Linked DNA regions of Rattus norvegicus: region 2 is linked to region 1. Evidence: chromatin contacts called from public Hi-C data. All regions are on one chromosome and are shown on one strand. The core of a region is the stretch at or near the end of the contact, and the rest is flanking DNA. Distances in the headings are between cores, read along the strand shown. Region 1 holds the start of Cbx8 (chromobox 8). Region 2 holds the start of Eif4a3 (eukaryotic translation initiation factor 4A3).

What was found. A called contact is a pair of places that touch in the nucleus more often than the background predicts.
Region 2: a Hi-C map of prefrontal cortex shows a contact between it and region 1, with 4 times the contacts expected there. The contact joins the promoter of Eif4a3 here to the promoter of Cbx8 in region 1. A contact is called at or near these places in 2 of 12 Hi-C or Micro-C datasets (Schwann cells and prefrontal cortex).

The regions. Positions count from the first base shown.
Region 1 is chr10:104,793,052-104,798,144 of GRCr8, forward strand. Cbx8 (chromobox 8) reads right to left here and starts at 2,449. Exons shown (of 5, transcript NM_001034078.1): 1 at 2,367-2,449; 2 at 1,936-1,979; 3 at 1,682-1,747; 4 at 1,517-1,583; 5 at 11-1,108. The coding sequence starts at 2,435. The coding sequence ends at 254.
Region 2 is chr10:105,054,749-105,059,841 of GRCr8, forward strand. It overlaps Eif4a3 (eukaryotic translation initiation factor 4A3), which reads right to left and starts at 2,813. Exons shown (of 12, transcript NM_001100158.2): 1 at 2,585-2,813; 2 at 906-978. The coding sequence starts at 2,753. LOC108352165 (a long non-coding RNA gene) reads left to right here and starts at 2,883. Exons shown (of 2, transcript XR_001840348.2): 1 at 2,883-3,064; 2 at 3,524-4,209.

The sequences.
Region 1 (5,093 bases), core at 1,199-3,698:
AAAGAACTTCAAGAGTTGAAATATATATATTTAGATTTTTTTCTTAAATAACATATTTACATCTAATAGAAAATAGAACTCTAGAGATAATTTTCCAACCAGAACCGAGGAAGGAGGAATGAAAGGGAAGGGGGTGCAGGTGTGAAGAAGGGCAGGACCAGCCAGAGGCCACAGTCACCCAGAGATAAAAAGCACTAAGCCGTTTGAGCTCACTCTCCCCTGCTCTGGTCCTGAGCTCCCCACCCTCAGGAATTCATCTTTTCTCCTTAAAGAAGCCTTGGTCCGTGTTACTCTCCTTAATGGTGACGGTCAAAAAGTTTGAGGTCACGTCTGTGACGACCACCTTCTCCAGGTTAGTCAGAGAGGGGCTCCAGGACTCTTCCTCCGGGTCCCCCAGGATTCTGGCCACTGGGATCCTGGCGATGAGGGAGGGCCTTCCCCCTTGAGCCCCCATGTCCCGATACAGGCTTCCCACTGAGCCCGGGGTGCCTGAACTATGTCGGACCCTGGTCCCACCAGGGTCCAGGGCACCTTGACCTTTGGCCTCCAGTAAAGCAGCCCGGTGCTTTATCACCCTGGCTGGAAAGGTGTCCGCAGCCAACTTGCCCGAGGCCTCCGCCGAGCTAGGACTGGTCACACCGTATTGTACCAGGTCTGAGTCCTGCCTCCGAGCAAGCTGGATCACGCTGTGGCCAGCTGAGAACTTTCCTATCCCAGAGGGGGTCTCATCCAGCTTCCTGCCTTTGAGGTATTCTCCAAGGCCATCACTGGGCTCTCCCAAAGGTCTCTGTGAAGGGTCTAGGAGCTCCTTCCTGGGCTTGGGTCCTCGTTTCTTGGAGCTGTCCCCCGGTGAGCTGGGCTTCTCATCTACACGGCTGGTACCCCTGTCCCGTTCTCGATCCCGGTCTCGGTCTCTGTCCCGAGGTGGGTCTGCCCTGCAGGTACTGGTACTGCTCCCTGGTGGGGGTAGCCCCGTGTTCCGAAGGCCCTCTCGGGCCCTAGAAGTAGATGCCAAATCCTGGGGAGAGCGGCCTGGGTAAGGGATCCGGATGCCTCTGGTAGAGTCGCTTCTGAATTCATAGGTTTTGGCCTTTGCCTTGGCCTGGGCCTGCAGAAGGAAGGTGTTGTGAGGAGAGAAGAGCCCCGCCCCCCACAAGACCTCTAGCCTCGACTGCCCAACTTTCCCTGGATGCCTGGGAAATTCTAATTGAGTAATGCCTTTTGGTAGTAGTCTGGGGGCGGGGGGGGGGGATTTGTCTGGAAGCAGCCATTTGCAACCAACAGACTCCTTGTATAACATTATAGGTCTACTTGAGGTGATTGGAGAGGGAAATAAAGGCCTTCTGGGGCAGCTACGTCCCACCTCTAGAACCCCTCGATGCTGCCACAGACTGAAAACATGCTGTCAGAAGATGCCCACTTCACAAATAAGCAAAGGGCAAGGACACCCACTGGTTTACAAACCCAGCAGATCCTCCTTGAACGTCACCCTCCACCACTGGAGACTGCAACATACCTTGAGAAGGAAGGTTTTAGGCTTGGGTCCTCGCTTTTTGGGACCATAGAGCTCCATCTCCCGTTCCCTAAAGAAAGAAAAGAGATAGAAGAAGGGGGTGTGTCCTGGCTGCACCGAAGTCAGCCTGTATGGGTTCCAGTGAGTGGCTGGGCTAAGGGTCTGTACCTTTCTTCAAAGGCTGCAAGGAGGCGAGCATCAAGAATATTTTCTTCAGGCTCCCACGTGCTGTACCTAAAGGAAACCAGGAAGAATCAGTCATCAGTCCCTGGAGCAGGAGAGAGAGGAGGGAGTGGAGGGCGGGTATGTGTGTGCAACTTTTCCGGCTGCCTTGTGTTGTATTTCAATGTGAAGGGGAAAAGAGGAAGAAAGAACCCTCCTCGATATCAGTGTGGGGTTGCGATTGCATATAACCTACTTACTTCTGCGACCAGCCCTTCCATTTCACGAGATATTCCATGCGTCCCTGAGGATGCAAAAGGGAAAATGCATGTGTATGTGTGTGCGTGGGGAGGAATGCATGACGAGGACACAAGAAATACACACGAAAATGCATGCACCAAATGAATGCTCCAAACACTGCCGCCAAAGGAACCAGCCCACTGCAGCACCGCTGCAGAAACGCTGCACAAAGTGCATGCACCGGCATTCATCCCCCACCCCGCCCCCCATCCATGCAATCTGTGCAGGGCTGCAAGTCTAAGGAGAGCGCTGGGGCTGAGCCGCCGCCGCCGACACGGCCGCGGCCGCTGCTGGGACCTGGGGGAAGGGAGGCTGGGCTGCAGCAGGGGGAGGGAGCCCCGGCCCTGGTAAGGGAGGGCCCGCGCCGCCGCCCGCCTTCCCCTTCACCTACTTTGCGAATGCGCCGCTTCAGGAGGGCTTCGGCCGCGAACACCCGCTCCCCCACCGCCGAGAGCTCCATGTTGACTCGCCGCTTCCCCCCTCAGCCGCTTCCAGGAGCAGAAAAGCAGCAGCCAGCCCTCGACAGCCCATAATACTCTCCCGCTGACGTCAGTTCTCCTCCCTCCCCCGCGCACTCTCCCTCCCTGCCCCCTCCCAGCTCGTCCTCCCGCCCCACGTGTTGCTAACGACGTTGCTAAAGCCAAGCGTCCTGGGCCCGTTCTGCGGGCGCTGATTGGACTAGCGCCCGGCCACGCCCCTCTCCCCGTCTCCCCTGCGTTGCTACGTGACCTGTGTTCCAATCGCCAGGGGGAGGAGTCTCCGTCCACTCCAGAGACCCAGAAGGTGGGGGGGGGGGAGAGTGCCGTCAGCGGAAGTGACGCGAAGCGGGGCGGGCCCGACTGCTGTCAGTCTGCACGGCTGGACAGGGGGCCGCTGCCCTAAGCTCCGGGCCCTGCCCCCCTGCCCGACTGCCCAGCGGTTCCCCGGGTGCATGGCTTGCCCTGTCCCCGCGGAGCCCTTAGGGCTCCCCGCGTAGGTGCCAGTCAGGAGCTGCCCCTCTGCAGACCCAGGCCCTTCCCACCTGCCCATGCCCTGCCTGGCGCCATCCTCTTCGCCCGCCGCCGGTGCAACACAATGCACAGGTGCTGGGGCGCAACGAGCCGCGCCCGAACCCCTGGACCTACGTCGCTAGCGCCGAACCTACTAATTTCCTGACCCCTCCCTTGCGGCCGCACACCCTGGGTCTCCATGGCAACGCCCCCTCCTCCCTTCATCACCAGTCCCATCCAGCTAACAAATCAATGAGCCTGCTCTTGGTCTCCAGTCGCACAGTGCTGCCCGCGTCCACCCTCCGGGTCCTGCGAGCTGCCGTGGGCGCTTCTCCCGGCTCAGAAGCCCAAAGCAGACTGGTGCATGCCGATGTTTACCGCCTGAATCCATCCTGGACCGAGACCCTGCAGGAGGGGTCGCGAGCCTCCTTTTGCCACCTCCATTGTCCCCAAGTCTCAGTTACCCTGACCCAGCTTCTGTCCCTGGCCCAGCCCACTCCACTCCTTGGCCCTGAGAGAAGTCAACCTGGACATGTCTGTCCCGGCCTGGGTGGGTTTAGGGAATCTATGACCATCGAGGCAGAGCCTAGAACCTGGCTAGATTGGGAGTGAGCGGCTGGGGGCGCCGCGGCTCTACTCCAGACTTGGGTGCGGAGCTAGTGCACTTTCTGTCTTGGGCTCTTCTAGAAGACGTAAGCGGAGGACACCCGACAAACAGCGGCGTGGAATTTGAGGGGTGTGGCGGTATCTAGTACGGCTTGGAAGAGGGGGGTTCCCAAGATGGCAAGTCCCAGGTAGGGGATGACGGTCGTGCAGAGACGCCTAAAGTCCCTCACACACCTGCGGACACTCAATAACCTTTCGCTCCTAGGCTCTCCTTCCTCCCCTCGTGGTAACCCCTGTTGAGGAGCGGAGGTTCAACAGCGGCTATCCCCACATTTCTCTTTTACTACCCAAGCTCCAGATCACAGAGCCCTTCCCACCCCTCCGACTCCTTGGAACACACAATTTATTTAAACCACTGTATCAACTTGGCTGGAAGCAGTTTCGCCTGGCCAATAAGGGGTTGGAAAAAGGGGAGAGAGAAAGTTAAAGAACGACGAAGACGGGGAAACAGCGAACTAAGGAGTCTGTTTCGAAAGGCAGGAAGCCCAGAGCACAAAGCTGGCCTCGGGTCCAAGGCGCTGCGCACTGCATGCGAGCCGGTGCTGGCCTTGGGGCAGTCACCGAGTTAGGCCCGCTGCGCGGGTACTCCCCAGGCCTCCTCTTGCCTCAACAGTCGCGGGTTCCAGTTTTTGGCTTCACTCCTAGACACTACAAGGTGTGCTCCAGGTGAGAAGTCCTCTCGGCTCTAAACGAACAGCGGATCCAGGATACCCAGATCGCCCGGGCGACCTACGCCCGCCGCCTTCAAGAGACCGCCGACGGTTGGGTCCTTAATCATAAAAAGTCATTCCTGGTAACAAATAGTTTCGTCGGCCGGTGCCAGCGATACAGCTGTTTCTGTTTAAGCTTAAATACTTTCCAACAGTTTGGGCAGTAAAAATAAAGTCGGCCTCAGCCGCCTATAAGTGTCTGGTTTCCCCGCCCAGAGAAAGCCCACCCTAGCCCTCCGCCCGGGTCGCTCTAGTCGCTCCGCTTGCCCGCGCTTGGAATCTGCTGCCTGCCGCGGGCGTTGGCTGTCGGGCCACCCGGAGTTTAGCGGGGCCGCAGTTCTGCAAGCCGGCTTCAGGGCCACCTTGAAGCCAGTGTCAAGGAACTGCGTGGAGTGGTTATCGGTGGTGGTGGGGATCAGCTCTCCCCTTCTCTTTCTCAGCCCTGGGAAGTTGCCGGTCCAGAGAAAGATGGTTGATCCCCTTCATCTTGGATTTTGAAAAGAACTCTGTCCCTAGGTTCTGCGTGCCCTCCAGAGTCTTCGTGGACCGGGGGTTTTCAGGAGAGGGTCATTCACTGCTGGTTTCAGTTTCCACCGAAAACTCCAGCTCTCTCCCACTCCACACACCCCTTCCTTCCTTCCTTCCTTTTCTCCTCTTCTGCTTATTCCCTAACTGTTACTTCTTTGCCTAATCAACCTGAGAAGTTTTACGTGAAGAAAGGCAGTCGGGGCTGGTGCTTGCTACCTCTGATGG
Region 2 (5,093 bases), core at 1,563-4,062, 260 kb after region 1:
GGTGACAGGGCATGTGTCCGGTGTCAGCAGCCTAGTCAGGTGAGAGTCTCAGAACCTGGCCAGCTTAAGCTTTACGGCTTGTTAATAAAACACCAGGCTAGAGCAGGCTTAGAAACACCAGCAGTTATCTGAGAACAAGGAGGACATAGAAACTCCATGAATTAATCTCACACTCTCCCAAACATCTTAACTCCAACAGTGGGAGACCAAAGTACAAGGTCACTTCTTATTCTTATTTTTCACCTTTACTTATCTGTGTGACTGAACATGTGTGAAACTTCTTTCAAAGCCGGGAAGAGGATGCTGGACCTGAGGCTGCAGTTATAGGCAGCTCTGAGCCACTCAGTGTGGGTACCAAGAACTGAACTTGGGAACAGAGCGAGCGATCTCCACAGCTCCCAGAGAGACAAACTGCTACAGACAGAATGGATGTGGGGCTTCTACACCAGGACACCAGAACTAAGAAACTGCAACGCCAACAAGAACTTCCCAAAGGAGGCAGAAAGGGGACCTCTCCCTTTAATGCACCAGCTCCTAAAGTCTGAAGTATGATGTAAAGGATAACTGGTCATTTATAGTTCAGTAGTAGAGAAGGCCCTGGGCTCTGTACCTAGCATGCACCTTTAATCCAAATAGCAGCCAGAATTCTGAGTTGGAGGCCAGCCTGGTCTACAGAGAAACCCTGTCTCAAAGGAAAAAGAAAAGAAAGCTAATGAAAAAGTACTTTACACAAATCCATAGATCTACATTCAGGACCTAGGGCTACATCAGCGTAGTGTGTGCAATGACCTCCATAGGACCCAGAATACACATCCAAAAACAAGTCGGCATAAATAAATAAGGCAGGCTCAGCTCCCCACAGCTCTCCCCGAGGACCCAACTCGCTCTCAGCGCCCACAACTTACTGTGCAATGACATCTCTCCCTTTAATTATCTGCTTGATAGCACGCTGTTGGATCGCAGAAGGTTTTTCAAAACCTAGAAATGCAAAGAGGAAACACTGTAACTCCCCAGGACTGTGACGGCATGAACTACCTGGGGAACACACACTTGCTCCTTCCTGCCAATCCCAGGCAACACAGGCAGAGCTGAGCACATCTTCACAGACCAGCCTACAGGACTACCTGTCAAGATGCTACCCACTACACCAACACTTGGAGGGCAGAGGCAGGAGCATCAGGAGTTCAAGGCCAGTCTAAGCCACACCAAACCCGCTCTACAAGCAAAAGCACAAACCCAGAAGCACTGCAGTTGCTGCCCTTTCCTGCTACCAAGCACTCAAACCCCAGCTGGTGGTGTCTCCCGAGTACTGAGCCTGCACAGGCATGGGGAGACGCCCTGTGCTGCTCTCCTGTTTGCACGAAGGCCCATCATCAAGGGACCACCCACCTGCTGGGCCATCACTACTAGCAAGGAGAACAGTATGAAAGACTGGACAAGGCTGTGCACTCCCTTAATCCCAGCAGGAGAAGCTGAGCAGGGGGATCTCTGTGAATTCCAGGCCACCTGGTTCACAGAATGAGTTCCAGACCAGCCAGAACTAGGTAGAGAGACTGTGTCTTAAAACAAAACAAACAATGAAAACACAAGTATTTTCCAAATAAGCAGATAGGATTTATAAGAAAAGATGTTGTTAAACATCTTGGTGACGCACACCTTTAATCCCAGCATCTGGGAGGCAGAGGCAGGGGATCTCTGAGTTAGAGGCCCAGTTTGGTCTACTAAGAGTTACAGGACAGCCAGGGGTACATGGAGAAACAAAACAAAACAAAACAAAAAGCAAAACAACAAAGAAAGCAGAAACAAAAAGAGTTCATTCGGCCTCCCTCAAATGCTCCTAAGCAAATACCAACAGCATGACCCACCATTCACTCAAAAAAGCCAGGAATGCACTGCATCTGCTGCCAGCAGATCCTTTAGCTCCACAATAACATCCCCATCTCTCCTATGGTCCGGCCATCACCCCGCCTCCTCTTCTAACTCCAAATCCAGACACCAAAATAAACTTTCAAACGGTAAGCCTGATCCTATCGATTCTGCTCAGAACTCTGCGGTGGCTGGCTCCCCGCTGTATTTAGGAGTGAATCTCAAATTCTTTACTCATGCCTTTAAAACATGACGAGGGGTTTCTTTCTTATGTTCCTGGCACTCGTCAGGCAATGGCTTCAAGAAGCCAGGACCAGTTGTTCCCTCTCCCCTGGGGATTCTGAACGCCTCTGGGAGCTCTCTTTCGGCTCTTTTAACTCACCGTTATCAATCTATCTACTCTATCCAGTCGCTCATTCTCTTGTTTTCCCAATTCTCACCGCTTGAAGCACCCTTGCTTCGTATTTCCCGCTTCCTTAGGAAGCTTTAAACTCCACAAGGCACGAACGCACCAGATTTGGAGCCCCGACTTCCCCATCAAAGCTTCGGGGCACCTCACAGGGACACACACATGGCTATCCGCTACACGAGCGACTGGAGGAGCCTGGCTGACTGCAGCACCGGGGAACCCCGAGCTCTGGAGCTCGGACGCACGTTCCCCACCCGGTCTGAAGCGGCCCGTCCCCCAACCTCCCCTTCCCCGAGGCCCGCGCCCCACCGTAGGCGTAGATGCCGCGCAGCAGGTCCTCCCGAAGGCCCATGGTGTCGAACGTGGGGGTCACGTCCACCTCCTCGCTGGTCTCGAACTCCACTTTGGTCATGTCCTCCTCTTTGAGCAGCCGCTTCCGCGCGGAGCCCGACGTCGCCATCGTGGCCGTGGCCGCCATGATCCCGACCCCACTAATAGACAACTGCGAGCTGCGGCGGGAACCGGAAACAAGGCTCGCGCCGCCGGCCCGGTCGGGAGGAAGTGACGCAAACACAGCGCCGCGGAAGAGCGTCAGGAGGGGTGGGAGGCAAAGCGCTCCAAGCCTCGCGATATTCCGTGCTCCGCGGGATTCGGCGAGGGACTGGGCTGGCAGTCTCTGGATGTCCGTGACTCTGCATACTCTTGTCTCTTCTGGGTGTCTGCAGCCTACTTGGGATAGGGATGTGGGTCTCAGGGAGGAGCAAGAGTGACGCCAAGGTGTCCCTGAAGGTACAGAGCAAAGGAAGAGGGCACTGTCCTGTGGGCTCCGCGCTCCAGCGCTGCTGACTGCGTTGCCATGGCAACCATAGCGTGGCGACCTGGGAGAATCAAGCTGCTCTCCCGGGGTGGTGGATGGGAGGAATCGGTGGAGACCGAGTGGGTAGATGTTTTTGCCTGGGAGAGCAGGGGACGCCCAAGCTGCCATCACATCCGAGAATCCTTTAGAGCCTCTGACCCGGCGTGGTGACCCCAGTCACTCTGGAGGATCCTGATTTTCAACGCAGGCTCCAAAAGGGCCTTGCTATTTGGGGCATGTCTTTCTGTTTGTGAGAGTGGATCCCAGGACCCCTGTAATTTCGAGTCGTAACCCGAGTTCTAGCAAAACTTCATTTGCATGTGGCCTCTTTCTTTTTTTCTGCTTTTGAGGAAAGATGACTAAACTGTTAAGGGCTGTTACTCTTCTTCCAGAGAACCTTGATTGTGTTCCAGCCACTTAGACCGTGTGACTCACGCAGCCTGTATATTCCAGCTCCAGGCGATCCAGTGCTTCCAGCCTCTGTGGGGGCCACACTCGTGGTGTGTACACACACGCAAATACACAAATACTCAAACAAGTCTTTAAAAGCTACTGTGAAAGACTCATGTCGATAAGTTTAGTTACAACCAGATCTTTTCATGGAGAAGTTGTGGGTTGCAATGTACCCATGTTAAAACAAGTTCTTTATTACTGCCTTCTCTTTGAGAGCTCAGCTCCCGCTCTGGTATCAGGATTTGTCCAGACCAGATAAACCATATAATACATGTGGTATTAATCAGAGCACTAAAGGCATAGAGTTGGCCAAGTTCCAGTTCTCATGCCTTCTCACTCAATGAGGATTTAGTCCACGTGCTCATGCCGTTTTTTGTTTTGTTTTGTTTTTTTGCAAGCCTGACTCGAAGGGTTGTTTTGCAATCTTGGCTGTAAAAGACACAGGGATTTTAATGACATCCCAAGAAAAGAATGTAAAGTCTCCATTTCATACTGTCTGTTGAAATGAGTAATTATAGCTTGTGGTTACTGTTTAAAACGCTGTTTCATCTCACTGTTTTACTTCATCAGATGTAACAACTAGAGAAAGGTGTTATTGTATTCTTATTGGACCACTCTGCTCACATATCTTTTTTTAGTTTATTGTGTCTGCGTGTATCCGCATGTATTAGTGTGTGTTCGCATGGTGTATGCGAGTGGGCAGGCCCATGCTACAGAGCAGGTGTGGAGTTCGGGGGACAGTTGTGTAGCATGTTCTTCCCTCCTACCTTTATATGGGTTCCAGGATCAAACTCACTCAGGTCATCAAGCTTGCATAGCCAGCCCTCCCTTAACCCATGAGCCATCTTCCCGGCTTGCTATAGTTTCTTACAGTACCCAAGTAATTTGAAGACCCTGGTTCTCTTTATCATCAGCAAGCAGCTATAATCCAATCAGTTATGAATAGTATGCCTTTGTCACTTGCCTGTTCAAAGTATCTGATCAACTTGGTTACATTGTATTTTATGCAAAAGTATCTACTTAAAAGCAACAATCTAGACTAAGGTGGTAGTGTATACCCTGTGACCCCAGCACTTGGGTGGCCGAGGCAGAAACACCCAAGGTTTGAGGCAGGATGGCATAGGTGAAGACATATCTTTATAAAAATGAACTACAGTAAGGGCTGGAGAGCTGCCTCAGTGGTTAAGGGCACTTACTGGTCTTGCAGAGAACCCAGATTCAGTTCCCAGCACCCCTTTCACATAACTTACAACCAGTTCCAGGGGACCTGATGCCCTCTTATGACCTCAAAAACCACCTGTATGCATGTGCACATACACCCAGGCATGCAACTGACAGCCCTGTTTGGCAATCTACAATTCCAGTGCTTAAAGTGACAGATTAATTTTTTTGAGACACAGTTTCTCTGTGAAACTCACTTTGTAGACCCAGTCAGCCCTGAACTCACAGAGACCTTCCTGCCTCTGCCTCCAGAGTACTGGGATCAAAGTTGTGTGGCACCACACCCAG